Regions from separate parts of the Sus scrofa genome. Here region 2 is linked to region 1. A link is a contact called in public Hi-C data. All regions are on one chromosome and are shown on one strand. The core of a region is the stretch at or near the end of the contact, and the rest is flanking DNA. Distances in the headings are between cores, read along the strand shown. Region 1 overlaps M1AP (meiosis 1 arrest protein). Region 2 holds the start of LOC100513982 (retinol dehydrogenase 12-like).

The links. A called contact is a pair of places that touch in the nucleus more often than the background predicts.
Region 2: a Hi-C map of retroperitoneal adipose tissue shows a contact between it and region 1, with 2.2 times the contacts expected there. The contact joins the promoter of LOC100513982 here to the enhancer-like site in region 1. A contact is called at or near these places in 11 of 47 Hi-C or Micro-C datasets (alveolar macrophages, embryonic fibroblasts, fetal liver and 7 more) and 1 of 2 datasets of contacts at active chromatin or transcription factors (alveolar macrophages).

The regions. Positions count from the first base shown.
Region 1 is chr3:68,455,232-68,462,830 of Sscrofa11.1, reverse strand. The region is part of intron 4 of M1AP (meiosis 1 arrest protein); the gene reads right to left. Among named protein-coding and RNA genes, the nearest start is that of DOK1, 38 kb to the left of the region's middle. Within about 2 kb of position 2,725, at least 16 of the 83 cell types and tissues checked have an H3K27ac peak or open chromatin away from gene starts, as enhancers often do. A contact at or near this core is called in liver, mesenteric adipose tissue, retroperitoneal adipose tissue and 1 more, where this site is marked.
Region 2 is chr3:68,619,857-68,627,455 of Sscrofa11.1, reverse strand. LOC100513982 (retinol dehydrogenase 12-like) reads right to left here and starts at 3,346. Exons shown (of 6, transcript XM_005662442.3): 1 at 3,103-3,346; 2 at 2,682-2,921; 3 at 2,314-2,403. The coding sequence starts at 3,280. It overlaps C3H2orf81 (chromosome 3 open reading frame, human C2orf81), which reads right to left. Exons shown (of 4, transcript NM_001244876.1): 2 at 5,895-6,125; 3 at 5,584-5,805; 4 at 4,031-5,476. The coding sequence ends at 4,103.

The DNA of each region.
Region 1 (7,599 bases), core at 1,476-3,975:
GGTGTAGGCCAGCAGCTGTAGCTCCGATTTGACCCCTAGCCTGGGAACCTCCATATGGTGCTGGTGTGGCCCAAAGATGCAAAAACAAAAGGAAAAGAAAAGAACCTGGAAATAAAAAAATAAAAATAGGGGTTTCCTCTGATAGTTAAAGGATAAAATCAATAGAGTGATGAGGTCAATGAAAAAAGGTCACCTTAAGAAAGGAGGCTAGGGGTCGATTTGAAAGCAGTAGCCTCTGGCCTACACCACAGCCACAGCAATAATGCCAGATCCAAGCTGCATCTGTAATCTACACAGAGCTCATGGCAATGACGGATCCTTAACCCACTGAGTGAGGCCAGGGATTGAACCTGTGTCCTCATGGATACTAGTCAGATTTGTTTCCCCTGAGCCACGATGGGAACTCCGAGTTTGTTTGTTTTTGAAGTATAAATGACCTTCCACACCATGTTAGTTTCTGGGACACAATGCAGTGATTTGGTGTTTCCGCACATCTCAAAATGAACATCATGACAAGTCTAGTGACCCTCTGCTACCATACAAAGAGATTACATAACCATGGACTGCCTTCCCTGCAGTCACTGCATCCCCGCGACTCAGGTATTTTACAACTGAAAGTTTGTATTTCTGACCCTCCCTCACCTACTTCTCTGCTCTCCCTCCTCCCCCTGCCTTTGACAACCACCTGTTTGTTCCCTGTATCTGTGATTCTGTTTCTGCTTAGTTATGTTTGGTCATCTGTTTGGTTTTTCAGATTCCACATATAAGTGAACTCTGAGAGTATTTGTCTTTGACTTATTTCCCTTGGACCCTCTAGGTCCAGGCATGTAGTTGCAAATGGCAATATTTCATTCTTTTTTCCTGTATGGCTGAGTAATATTCTGTTGTGTATATATATACATATACACACATATATTGTTGTATATATATCTATGTATGTACGTGCATGTATACACACACACTCACACACACCCCACCTCTTTTTTATCTATTCATCTGTTAATGGGCACTTAGGTTTCTTCCATATATTGACGGCTGTAAATAATGCTACAATGAACACAGGGGTGCATATATTTTTATTTTTTAATTTAGAAAAATTTTTATTAAAGCATAGTTGATTTACAACGTTGTGCCTATCTTTTTAAAGCAGTGTTTTTGTCTTCTTCGAACAAACACCCAGGAATAGAGTTGCTAGATCATGTGATAGCTCTAATTTTTAATTTTTTTGAGGAACTTCCATATTGTTCTCCATTGTGGCTGCAGCAATTTACATCCCAGCAACAGAGCCCAAGGGTTTCCTTTTCTCCACATCCTTGCTGACACTTATGAGTGGTCCTTTTGATAGTAGCCTTTCTGACAGGTGTGAAGTGATCGTGGTTTTGATTCGCATTTCCCAGATGATCAGTGATGTTAAAGATGAGAGCCTCTTTTCATATGTTGACTCTTTGTATGTTTCTTCGGAAAAACGTCTATTTAGGCCCTCTGCCTATTTTTAATGGTTTCTTTTTTTTATTTTTTTAATATAGGTCCTTGTATAGGTCCTTTGGCTATTTTGGATATTACCCCCCTTTCAGATATATCGTCTGAAAATCACTTGCAAATATCTTCTCCTGTTCAGTAGCCTGCCTTTTCATTTTGACAGTTTCCTTCACTGTGCAAAAGCTTTTCAGTTTGATGTAGTTTCATTTGTTTATTTTTGCTTTTGCTTCCCTTGACTGAGGAGACCTATTCAAAAAAAATATTGCTAAAACTGATGTCAAAGAGCGCACTATGTTTTTCTCCTAGAAGTTTTATGGTTTCGGGTCTTACACTTAAGTCTTTAATCCATTTGGAGTTTATTTTTGTATATAGTGTTCTTTCCAACTTCTTAATCTACAGGTTCTTGGGAGAGCCATGGAGCAGAGCTCCTTCCTTTGCAAAAGTTCTCAAGCAATCGCCGTAGAGGTGTTGTGCTTCAGATTTGAGTCATCTGTTTTTGCAGGGACCTTCTCAAGGACAGTCACATTACCCAAGCTAAAGACTAGTGTGTAAACTGAAACACTTTTTTTTTTTTGTTTGTTTGTTTTTTAGGGCTTCACCCGCAGCATATTGAGGTTCCCAGACTAGGGGTCGAGTCGGAGCTGCTACAGCTGCCAGCCTACACCACAGCCACAGCAGTGCCAGATCTGAGCCGCATCTTCCGTCTACCCCACAGCTCATGGCAACACCGGATCCTTAACCCACTGAGTGAGGCCAGGGATGGAACCCGCAACCTCATGGGTCCTAGTCGGATTCGTTTCCGCTGGGCCACGATAGGAACTCCTAAACTGGAACACTTTGAAGGGAGAACTTCTTTTCCATTTTCTCTGTCACTGGTCCAGGCATTCATTTCCTTGTGCCTGGATCACGGCAGTAGCGTCTCAGCTATTTCATCAAACTCCATCCCTTCCTCTCTGGTACTTCTTACTACCAGCTAATGTTTCTAAAGCATGGTTTCTTCAGATCCTTCCTTTGCTAAAGAGCACATAGTGCCTTCCTGCTGTCAGCTTCTTTACTCCCTTTACTCATCCTGTACCACTTGTTACTATTCATTATTCCTCAGATACCCCCATTCTTCCTGTATTCTGTGATGGCTCAGACACCCTCCTCTTCTCTTCCTGCTGAGACGCTACATCCCCAGCCCCCCGCTCAGTAGCTTGTGCAGAGCTGAGGCTTAGCAAATGCCTGCTGAGTTTAACAACTGCTCCCTCCTCCTCAGCTCTCATTGCTTTTTCCTGAAACTCTTCTGTTTCAACTAAGTTGGTCTCCTTGCCACGTGACTTCCTTCCTTCCTTAATGCTTTTATTACTCTTGTCAATCTACGGCCTGCACCTCCTCCAGAATTCAACTCAGAACTAACTTTGTCCAGGAAGTTATGCTTATTTATTTATATCCTATTTGGCTGTAACCAGCACCCCCTGGATATCTGTGGGCTCCATTTGGGCAATATTAATTTACTTGTTACTTTGTTTCTTCTAAAGGGTTTTCTTTTCCTTAGTTTATGAAAGGTGGTGGAATATAGCAGAAAGACCCAGGGTTTGAATCGCAGCTTGAAAGCTGTTAGCTATGTGACTTTGGGAAAAGTGGGGATAGTATAAAATATTTCATAGTTATAGGAGGCATAAGAAGTTAGGAGTTTTCTTTGCAGCTCAGTGGTTAACGAACCCGACTAGGATCCATGAGGATGGGGCTTTGATCCCTGGTCTCGCTCAGTGGGTTAAGGATCCAGTGTTGCCGAGAACTGTGGTGTAGGTGGCAGACCTGGCTCAGATCCCATGTTGCTGTAGCTGTGGTGTAGGCTGGCAACTGTAGCTCTGCTTTGATCCCTAGCCTGGGAACTTCCATATGCCATGGCTGTGGCCCTAAAAAGCAAAAAAAAAAAAAAAAAAAAAAAAAAAAAAAAAGAAAAGAAAAAAGCAAAAAAAGTAAGATGATACCTGTGTAATCAGTAGGCCCAACAAAAAATGGTATTTTCTTCCTTTTCTCTCGTCAACAAAGTGATTTGCTATTGTAAGAAAAGAATGTGCTTTCCTTTTTTCAAACTCTTTTTTTCCCCCCCATCACTTGTCTTGGTGACTTTCTTCCTATCACAACATGCATAATACCAACTCCGTACTGTGTTCCTCACAAATTTAACTAAATGTGCCAGACCTGAGGCATGGGGAGGAGACTTCTCACTCCTCGGGGGTTGAAGAAGAGCTTCCATGCTGACTGGTGAGCAGGGCAGTCAGTGAGACTGGTCACACTGAGGTTATGAATGAGAAAGGTTATGGGAGTGAAGGCACAGCTCTGAGTGTCTGGGTGTTTATGACAAATGAGAAAGGGCTTGGTCCATTGCAGTTTAGGGGCAGCCAGCATTCCCATTCTGTTTTTGGACCTACTCTGCCCCCTTGTGGCCACAAGCAGTGACATTCACCATTGAGCTCTTTTTTAGGCTTTTCTGGAAGGGCCGCAGTAATGGGAAAGACTAAGAAAGCCGCATGATTGAAAATAAAGTAATGCCTAAGCAATCCTTCTCAGAAGTCAACCCTGAAACAGGGTTACACAATTGGAATATGTTTAAAATGGGAGAATTTGGAGTTTCCGTCGTGGCGCAGCAGAAACCAATCCCACTAGGAACCATGAGGACGTGGGTTCTATCCCTGGCCTCGCTCAGTGGGTCAAGGATCTGCCGTTGCAGTGAGCTGCGACGTAGGTCACAGACATGGCTCAATTCCCAAGTTGCTGTGGCTGTGGTGTAGGCTGGTGGCCACAGCTCCAATTTGACCCCCAGCCTGGGAACCTCCATATGCTGTGGGAGCAGCCTTGAAAACATAAAAAGACCAAAAAAGAAAAGGGGAGAATTTAACACTTTAACACATATAATATAACACATAGAAATATAATAGCTATATTTCTCTCTTGACATAGAAAGTCTAAAAGAAAATGGTGCTCTTGGCCAGTCTTACACATCCTCCCTGGTCCCATAAAGGTCTTGACCTGTAGGCCAGACCTCTTCCTTCCTTCCTCTCTACCTCCCCCACCTCCTCCCTCCCTCTCTCACTTCCTACCTTCCTTCCTTCCTCTGTCTCTCTACCTGTCTGTCTCTCCCGGTGCCTGTGGCATACGGAAGTTCCTGCGCCAGGGATCAACCCTGAGTCACAGGAGCAACTCAAGCCACTGCAGTAACAATGTTGGGTCCTTAACCAACTGAATCACACAGGAACTCCAGATCAATTTCTCTCTCTCTCTTCCTTCTTTTTTCTTTTCTTCCTTCCTTCCTCTCGTTTTCTTTCTCTTTCTTTCTTCCTTCCTTTCTTTCCTTTCCCTCCCTTCCTCCCTTCCTTCCCTCCTTCCTTTCCTTTCTCTTCCTTCCTTTTGTCCTTTCTTTCCTTCTTTCTTTTTTGTCTTTTTAGGGCCACACCTGTGGCATATGGAAGTTCCCAGGCTAGGGGTCCAATTGGAGCTGCAGCTGCCAACCTACACCACAGCCACAGCTCATGGAAACGCCGGATCCTTAACCCACTGAGCAAGGCCAGGGATCGAACCCACATCCTCACGGATCCTAGTCGGATTCTTAACCCACTGAGCCACAACGGCAAGTCCCAGACAAATTTCTTTCTAAATGACCACCATGTCACCTGTCTGTGAGTGTCACAGATGGACTTCAGGGGTTCTGGGAACCCCTGAAATTGTAGATAATTTTGTCTGTAGGTGTACAAGTATATTTTGCTAGGCTGGAGAAGGGAGGCACTTAGCTTTTATCGGATTCTAAGAAGAGCTCGGTGACCCCCAAAATGTCAAGAACCGCTGCAGAAACTCCAAAATCATGGTATCTTAGCCTCCCTGGTTCAGTTTACACTCAGAACTGTCTGCTCTGAATACAGGAGTACCTTCAGGATGTTAACAGCTAAGATAAGTGATCAGAGCAGACAAAGTTTTCTCAGGAACAACTGTGCACAGTCATTCAACCACTGTTTTTAAGTCAATGACTCCAACAACTCACAATGTTGGAGACAGTCTAGCCTGTCTTTCTGAGCTCATTTGCCTCATTTGTGGTGGTAACTATTGGACCCTGGAAAAAAGGAGAAGCCCCTGGAAACAAGGTGGCAGGGGCAGTGGGAGTTAAGGCAGTGTGTCCTCCTCAGAGAGGGCAGGACTGACCAAGTGGCGACCATCTTCCTAGGTCCCTCTCTACAAGAGGGGTTACAGCTTCAGTAGAAGTGTAATGAGATAGAGAAAGTTTACTGTTCTTTGTCATTCATTCACTTATTCATTCATTTTTTTGGGGGGGCTGCACCTGAGGCATATGGAAGTTCCCAGGCCAGGGAATGAATCTGAGCCGCAGCTGAGACCTATGCCACAGCTTTGGCAACACTGGATCCTTAACTCACTGAGTGGGGCTGGGGATTGCACCCTCACCTTGGCAGTGACCCGAGCCATTGCAGAGACAATGCCAGGCCCTTAACCCACTGGGCCACAGTGGGAACTCCATTCATTTATTCATTCATTTGTCATTCAAATAATTATTTAGTGCCTTCAATGAGCTAGGCACTGCTCAGTGTCAACAATGAAAGAGACAAATTCTCTGCTTTCTTGGCTTACCATTCTAATGGGAGAATGGGTGACAAACAAATAAAACAGAAAACAGGAGTTCCTGTTGTGGCTTAGTGGGTTAAGAACCTGACATAGTGTCTGTGAGGATTCAAGTTTTTTGATTACTGGCCTCGTTCAGGGGATTAAGGATCTGGCTTGCTGCAAGCTGTGGTGTAGGTCACAGATGCAGCTTGGATCTGGCATTGCTGTGGCTGTGATGTAGGCTGGCAGCTGCACCTCTGATTCGACCCCTAGCCCGGGAACTTCCATATACTGCGGGTAAGGCCATAAAAAGAAAAAAAAGAAACCTGGAAGACAGCTATGGATGATAGGTAACTATGAAGAAAAATCAGGATGTGTGTGTGTGTGTGTGTGTGTGTGTGTGTGTGTGTGTGTGTGTATTTTTATCTTGGCTGGCCAGGGAAGAAGTAGACTCTAAGAAGGTGATAATTGAGCAGAGACTTCAACGAAGTGAAGAAGTGAGTCATGAAAATATTTGTGGGAAGATTGTTCCTTATAGAGGAATCAGCAAGTTCAAAGGTCTTGAGATGAGAATGACCTTGGTGTATTGAAGGAATAGCAAGAAGCCTGAAACAGAAATAAGGGAGAAGTGAGCACTGGCAGGTAACCTGCTGGAGTGAAGGATGAGATCCCCAAAGGAACACACTCAGGTAATGACAGGTAGTCACCACACCTATTTCTAAGATGGGTAGGTTCCATTATTGCAAGGCTTTGGCTCTGCTTCAGGAGGCATGCAAGGCTGGGGAAGAGCAGAGCCAGTATTCCTTTCTTTTTTCTTTCTCTTTGTAGCTCTTGGCTCCTAAACAATTGTTGAATTAGTATTTTAAAAATATTTGTTTTGGGAGTTCTCTTGTGGCACACAGGGTTAAGGACCCAACATTGTCACTGTAGTGCCTTGGGTCACTGCTGTGGTAAAGGCTCAATCCCTGGCCTGGGAATTTTCATATGCTGCAGGTGCAGCCAAAAAAATATATTTGTTTGAAGACGTGCCGAAGTACCAGCTTGTGTGGGATGCCCATGTCTCAGCCTAGGCCTCCCACACATGCTGCCTTGCTCTGTGGCGGCAGTAGTGGGGAGTGGTGGAAAGACGAGAGGAGTTCCTGCTGTGGTTCAGTGGTAACAAACCTGACTAGTACCCATGAGGATGAGGGTTTGATTCCTGGACTCACTCAATGGGCTAAGGATCTGGCGTTGCTGTGGGCTGTGGTGTAGGTCGTAGATGTGGCTGGGATCCAGTGTCGCTGTGGCTGTGGTATAGGCTGACAGCTATGGCTCCGATTCAACCACCAGCCTGGGAACTTCCATATGCCACAGATGTGGTCCTAAAAGAAATAAAAAAAAAAAAAAAAGAAAGGAAAAGAAAGATAAGAGGAGAATCTGGGAGTCCCATGAGCAGAACTGAGCAGAACCTGAGCAGAGACCCCTCAGCTTGTGGCGGATGTGCCTCTTCTAGACCTAGTCAGCTACTAGAGTTCTAGGGTGGAT
Region 2 (7,599 bases), core at 2,097-4,596, 160 kb before region 1:
GTGAAAATTTTTTTTTTTTTAAACGAGCTCCTGGGAGTTCCCGTCATGGCTCAGTGGTTAATGAACCTGACTAGCATCCATGAGGATGCAGGTCAATCCCTGGCCTTGCTCAGTGGGTTAAGGATCCGGCCTTGCTGTGAGCTGTGGTGTGGGTCATAGACACAGCTTGGATCTTGCATTGTTATGGCTCTAGAATAGGCGGGCAGCTACAGCTCTGATTGGACACCTAGGCTGGGAACCTCCATATGCTGTGGGTGTGGCCCGAAAAAGACGAAAAGACCGGAGTTCCCGTCATGGCGCAGTGGTTAACGAATCCGACTTGGAACCAAGAGGTTGGATCCTGCATTGCTGTGGCTCTGGCGTAGGCTGGTGGCTACAGCTCCAATTAGACCCCTAGCCTGGAAACCTCCATATGCCTCGGGAGCAGCCCTAGAAAAGGCAAAAAGACAAATAAATAAATAAATAAATAGATAAATAAAATAAAAACACAAAAAGACCAAAATAAATAAATAAATAATAAAAAATTAATAATAAAGGAATATAAAATAATGGCTGTAAAAAGAAATGAGTCCCTGGGGTTCGTGCTGTGTTGCACAGCATGTTAAGGGCTCTGCCCTGGCTCCAGATGCTGCTGAGGCTGTGGGTTCAATCCATGGTCCAATGCAGTGGATTAAGGATCAAAAATTGCCACAGCTGTGGCATGGGTCATTGTTATAGTTCAGATTCAATCCCTGGCCTGGATATTTCCATATGTTTCAAGTTCCACCAAGAAAAGGAAAAAAAATGAGTTCCTAACTATACAAAAAAAGTCTGGATTATATAAAGTAAGAAAAATAGTGGTTGTCACCTATGAGTTTACTTATTGTTTCCAAATGCTAAAATTATTTTGAGCCCTCCATTTAAATGAAGAATCACAAATGAAAAATTGAGTAGGAAGTATTTGCCAAAACCTGTTGGAAAGAAAAGTATTCTCAAAGAGGACAATGAACCCCAAACTTGCAGACATAGTGACATAAAGACCAAAGGGGTTCACAGCCTAGTAGGAGATTAATCTTCATACAGTAACATCAGTGCAGGAACAGAGGTGTGCACAGGGGTGAAAGGGGCAGCTGGAGCAGGCTGAGGTGTCCAGGAGGGAGCCCCAGCATGAATGATATATGTGCTGAGTGTTGGCAGCTGAACAAAAGTTAGGCAGTCTAAAGGGATGGGGAAGGATATTTCAGATGGAGAGAAACACATGTGCAAACGCACAGTCAGAATTAAACAAAATAAAACAAAACAAAACAGTGTGATGCAAGAGATGCAGATCATCTGGCCAGAAATGAGGGCGTGGATTTGGGAAAGGCAAAGGTCAGGCTCTCAGCTTAGTTTATCGTATAAAGGATGGCGTACATTCAATTTTGCACTTGCTTTCTTTGTGTTTTGGACCATACTCTCAGCATGCAGAAGTTCCCAGGCCAGACCAGCCCCTCAGCAGCAACCCAAGCCACCGCAGTGACAACACAGATCCTTAAACTGCTGAGCCACACGGGAACTCCAATTTTGTACTTTGGATTTGTGTTACCTGGCCAAAACATCAATTTTCTTTCTTTCTTTTTTTTTTTTTTTTTTTTTTTTTGGTTTGTTTGTTTTTTTGGGGTTTTTTTGGCTTCTTTAGGGCCGAACCCACGTGGAAGTTCCCAGGCTATGGGTCGAAGAGAAGCTACAGCTGCCGGCCTATGCCACAGCCATAGCAACATGGGATCCAAGCTGCGTCTTCAACCTACACCACAGTTCACAGCAACTCTGGAGCCTTAACCCACTGAGCAAGGCCAAGGATCGAACCTGCATCCTCCTAGTCGGGTTCGTTAACCACTGAGCCACGACGGGAATGTCCTCAATTTTCTTTTCAAGAGGCGATTAGACAATCCAGAGAAAATATTAGGGAGAATGTGCCTGCTGCCCACTGCCCCCCTCCCTGAAAAACCCAAACCACCTTAATCCCACTGGCCTAGTGCCACCCTCAAGACGTTTTGTTGAGATGACTGACTCTACTGGGCTGCCTAGAACTCAGAGCTGGGGGGAGGAGAGGTGGGATGTCGATCTTATATCCTCTCACTGGTTATATCTGGGGCTGAGTGATTCCATTACCAGCCTTCTAATCCTGACTGGTGCCTGGTGGGTTCCCTGTTGTGTCTAGGAAAAGCATCCGAGGTCATCACTCAGCAAGTGTCCAGGTGCCAAGGGAAAAGAGGTGAGACAGTAAGCCTCGAAAACACCGGGGGAATGGAGAAGCGTGGGCAGCACAGAAGGTAAGCACCCATCCTTCCTTACCTTGGAGCAGATTTGTGAGCAGAAAAGGCCCAATGTAGTTGGTGGCAAAGGTGAGATCAAGACCCTCCGGGGTACGTGTTCTTGGGAATCCTGGAAGGAGATGAAAATGTAGGTGGTGGGTGATGGAGTGACAACTCTGAGGAAGACAAAATCTGGGGAGAATATATTGGGGTTCAGTGGAAATGCCACAGGAGCATGTATGCTGAAGATGGAGGCAATGATGTTTGAGGCTATAACTTAAGGTAGACTTTTTAGGATAGTGTCTGAATTAGTATTTCCATGGGATGTACAGGTTAGGCTTGGAGGATACCTGAGCAAGAAAGGAGGCTCCAGAAATGTGTTGAGGGGAAGCAAATCAAGGCACATACCAGAGACACCAGCATTGTTAACCAGTAGATGTATCTCAGGAGACTCTCGCAGAAGCCACTGAACAAAGCTCCGGATGGAGGCCATAGAGCTCAGGTCCACCCCACCAAGCAGGAGGCGGTTGCTCCTGGTGGCTGCTTGTATCTCAGTCAGGGCTCCCTGTCCACGCTCACGGCTACGGCAGGCCAGGATCACACGTGCTCCGCGACGAGCCAGCTCCTGGGACACAGCCTTCCCAATGCCTGTGGGAAGGCAGCTTCAGAGAAGGCTAGTCTGGGGAGTCACCAGAGGACAGTGGAGCAAGGGGGGTTGGGGGGGGACAAAGTTTCTGATAGTGGGTGCTGGTCCTCCTCCTGCCCTCCCTGTTGAGGCTGTTGGAGGCTAGGGTCCTTAGGGAGGTGTCAGGGTTGGAAGAGCACTCACCACTGTTGGCTCCAGTCACCACCGCTGTCTTCCCAGTCAGATCTGTGGAGCAGCCTTGGAGGTCCCAAAGATGGATCTTATACCAGATCTGTACACCTAGTCTAAGCAGAGGGACCAGAATGAGGAGGACAAAGCCAAGACCCCAGACAGGGCTGCTGAGCAGAGACCACAGAGACATGGCAGAGAATGCTGGCCTGCCACTGGAAGTGCTGCCCACTGGGAGAGTGGGAAAACAAATAAGGACTAGCCAAAAGGTTGTTGTAGAGTACTAGGCACAAAATTTAAGGAGGCACGCATACTTGGATGTGTTCAAGCACCCCGTTTGAAAGTGAAAGTGAATTCCTCCTTAAATTGTTTTCCCTAGCTACCCAATTGCCTCACTCCAATGCTGGTTCAAGTCAAAGATCAGGAGAGTCAGGGCTTCCCAGAATAGGTTCAAATTTGCCTCCCAGTGAAACTTGGATTTGCACTTTAAGGTGAATTGACAGAGCTCCAGAGACTGGAAATCAAATTCAGGTCTTTTTTTTTTTTTTTTCTCCACCATCCATGGCATGTAGAAGTTCCTGGGCCAGGGGTGGAATGTGAGCCACAGCAGCAACCTGAGCTGCTACAGGGACAAGGGATCCTTAACCCGCTACACCACCAGGAATCTCCCAAATTCCTCATGTCCTGAATCACTTCCTCCCCCCTAGTGGAAGGACAATCTCTAAGTTCTCTAAACTGAGGCAGACTCTACTTGCAACCCTTATATGTGCTCCTTGGTGGAGAGGGGGATGATTCTCTAGAATGCCTCAGCCTCTCTGGCCCTAAAGCAGAGTCTCCTAAGCATAGTCATGCAATTACCCCTGGAGCCAATGTTCTATATCCCTGACCTCTCCAGTTCAGTGAGAACACACACTTGGAAGAAACTGACAGAGACACAGGCCAATTCCTAAGACAACTCAGGTGTTTATTTCCAGCAAGTAGACAGAAGGAGGGTAGGAGTCCCACCGCCTGAGGTTCAGGGCTCATAATGGAGCAGGTGGTTGAAGGGGAGTGACCACATTTTGGGCGTTGAGTTGTTCACGATCTGTGCCACAGTCACCTGTGGTTCTGGGGCACCTGTGTGGATGGGAGGAGAGGTGCTGCCTTTTTTGTCCTCCTGTTGAGGTTCAGCAGAGCTGAGCAGCTCCTGGGTGGTTGGGTTCCACATGCTCACACCAGGAGCCAACTTTAAGGCTTCAGGCAGCAACATCGGCTTCCACATCACCTGGGATGTGGCCTCAAGAACTTGGGGCGCGGGATGAGGCCACTTGTGAGGATCCTGGCTCTCCCGGTACCCAGGGTCCAGGCCCTGAGGAGGTATGCGGGTGCGGCCGGCCCACAGCTCGCCCAGCAATTCGGCCTCCCCTTCCCAGCCGCTGGGCCACTTGGCACCTGGCCATAGTTTGGGACTAGGACTGTGGGCCACATCTGGGAGCACCGAGTGTGTGATGGGAAAGCGGAGCCTGGAACTGGGGAAGGGCAGCTTTGAACCAAAGCCTGGCGATGGTAGGCCTGAGCTTAAAGTGGGGAATTGGAGTCTGCGGCCGGGGGCCAAGGCTCGGAAAGGAACGCCAGGCGGGAGAGGGTAGAATACTGATGGGGAGACGCGGACGTCGGGACCGGGGGCTTGCGGACCGGCCGGGGCCTCGGTCTTCCGGCTCTGCAGGCACCCGCGGTAGGCTTTCTGGGGGCGCATCTCGGAGTTTGGGACCAGAACCTCCGCCAGGGGGCGCACCCAGCGGCGAGGCAGCCGCGCGGGGTCCAGGCGCTCCATCTCCGCGCTGGGGCCAATTCTGCCGCGAAGTGAGCTGGGCCGCGCATCGGGGCGCCAGAGCTGCTGCGGCTGGAACCCAGAGGAGGAGCTGAGCGTGCTGAGACCACCAGCAGAAGTTCCAGACACCGAACCGCTCGAGGAGATGAAGGGCACCTCCTCCTTCTTGGGCTCCATCCTGTCTCCAGCCGCCTGAGCCTGGGGCGTGCAATAGTAGAGGTCCTCGAGAGAGAACGGGGAGCTGAAGGGCTGTGCCTTCTCGACCGAGCCCTTGGGGCTGGCAACCGGGGTCGGCTCCAGAGAAAGGTGAGGACCGCCTGCGACCGCCATCTCCATCGACAGTTGGCTGCTCACGGTCAAGCATCCGACCGAGGAGAGGTGGCCCCTCGCCTGGCCGTCCAGTTCCAATTCCTCTAAAGGACCTCGAGGCCCTGTCTCCTTAAGCAGCTCCAGGGTGGATGAGGGACCTGGGACGACCCTCTGCTCTGGAAGACAGCGGTCCCAAGGTTCCATCGGTTCCTGAGAGCCTGTATCCATCCACGATCTTCCTAAAGTGATCTGATCCACGCTCCCTCGGTCCTGGGGAAATGCACCAGGGTGGTGGTGAGAAGTTGAGTAGTGAGACGTCGCAAAGGGGAGAGAGGCACTAAGGTGAGTGGCGGGAGGTAGCTGGGGGCTGGGCTTACTTCGCCTGGGAAGGTCTCCTCCAGCCCCACCGAGGTGGGCGCGTGCAGCACGGGCACGGATCCCTGAGCCCAGGCGTCCGTCGTGCAAGCGGAAGGTTCTTCGTCCTCTCCCCACGTAGGGTCCTCTGCCACTGCAGTTTCTCCCTCGTCCCGGGCCAGGAAGCGCCACTCGGTGATCTGCAGCATGGCCTCCCGTGCCTGACTGATGGTGAATGGAATGCACTGAGGAGGAGGCGAAAGAGGGTCTCAGGCCAGCAGGAAGGGGTCAGGGAGAGGGGAGATGGGTCTGAAGGACCAGGATCCAGGCCCACCTGCTGGGTCAGGTAGACTTTGAAGGCGGAGTCCATGACTCGGGCCAGCAGATCAGCCAAGATGTCCCCCACCACTTCCTCGCCCTCTTCAAGAACCGAGAGCGCCATCCACTCGGCCTCAGTAAGCCGCCCAGGCACGATGTCCACCTGTGGCACCGGAACTGTTGGCGGCCGGACCTTTTCCGCCTTGGATCGAGTCATCCCGCGGTCTCGTGCCTGCCTCTCCTGCCTCTGTGGGGAAAACAAAAACAAAAACAAAAAAAACAGGATAATCAGGGCTGGAAACCAAGGCGGGGAGACGCTTTTATGCGCTAGGAGGAAGCTTGCTAGAGTTATCTAGTAGGAAGGAAGAGCCTTTTGAAAAGGACAATTTCCCCAGGATCACAGAACAAGGAAGTAGTGGAGTCATACTCCAGATACAGGTTTCTCTGACTCCAGAGCTTGACTTTATCCTGCTTCCTAAACAAACAAACAAACAAAAACATTTGCAACAAATTTTTGAAAGGACAGATATTCCCAAATATGTTAAAACTTCACATGAAAGTTTTTAAAATCATAAGACTGAAGTTCCCTTCTGGCATTGTTGCCCCAACTGTGGCACAGGGTTGATCCCTGTCCTGACAACTTCCACCTGCCGAGAGTGCAGCCAAATAATAATAATAATACCTCTGGAGTTCCCATTGTGGCTCAGCGGGTTTAGAACCCAACTAGTATCCATGAGGATGCAGGTTCAATCCCTGGCCTCAGCCTGGGAACTTCCATGCTGTTCATGTGGCCCTAAGAAGACAGTAATAATAATAATAATATCTCCAAGGATAATAAGCAAAGGACATAATATTTCACAAAAGCAGAACTATTGATGACTAATAAATATTTGAAAAGATGTCCAACTTTTAGGATCCAGCATTGCCGCAGCTGTGGCATGAGTCGCAGCTGCAGCTCAGATTTGATCCCTGCCCTGGAAAGAAGAGATGTCCAACTTTTAAAAATATCAATTCCAGTTTTATAAATATACCCAAAGGCATATTCTGAAATGAAAATAAAAATACATTATGTAGTTCCCGTCGTGGTGCAGTGGAAACAAATCTGACTAGGAATCATGAGGTTGCGGGTTCGATCCCTGGCCTCGCTCAGTGAGTTAAGGATCCAACGAAGCCGTGAGCTGTGGTGTAGGTCACAGATGCAGCTCGGAATCCGCGTGGCTGTGGCTGTGGCTGTGGCGAAGGCGAGCAGCTGTAGCTCCAACTCAACCCCTAGCCTGAGAACATCCATATGTCTCGGGTGCAGCCCTGAAAAGAAAAAAAGAAACGAAAAAAAGAAAAAATATATGTATTCTCTAAGATAGTCCGTGATGTTATTTATAATAGCAAAACATTGAAAACATAGGTCTAACAAGAACAAGAGATGGCTAATTGTGTACTACCTATATGATGGAATATTATGCAATGATTAAAGGCAATCTTTAGGAAGAATTTACAATACCATGGGAAAAATACTTTTTTTGCCACTCCCGAAGCATATGGAGGTTCCCAGGCTGGGGATCTAATCCAAGCCAAAGCTGAGACCTACGCCACAGCTGCAGCAACGTGGGATCCTTAACACTGCCTCACAGGGGGATCTCCTGGGAAAAAGTAATGTTAAATGAAAGAAAGAGGATACAAAATTACATATCAAGTATGATGTTGAAGAAAAGGACAAAAATTAC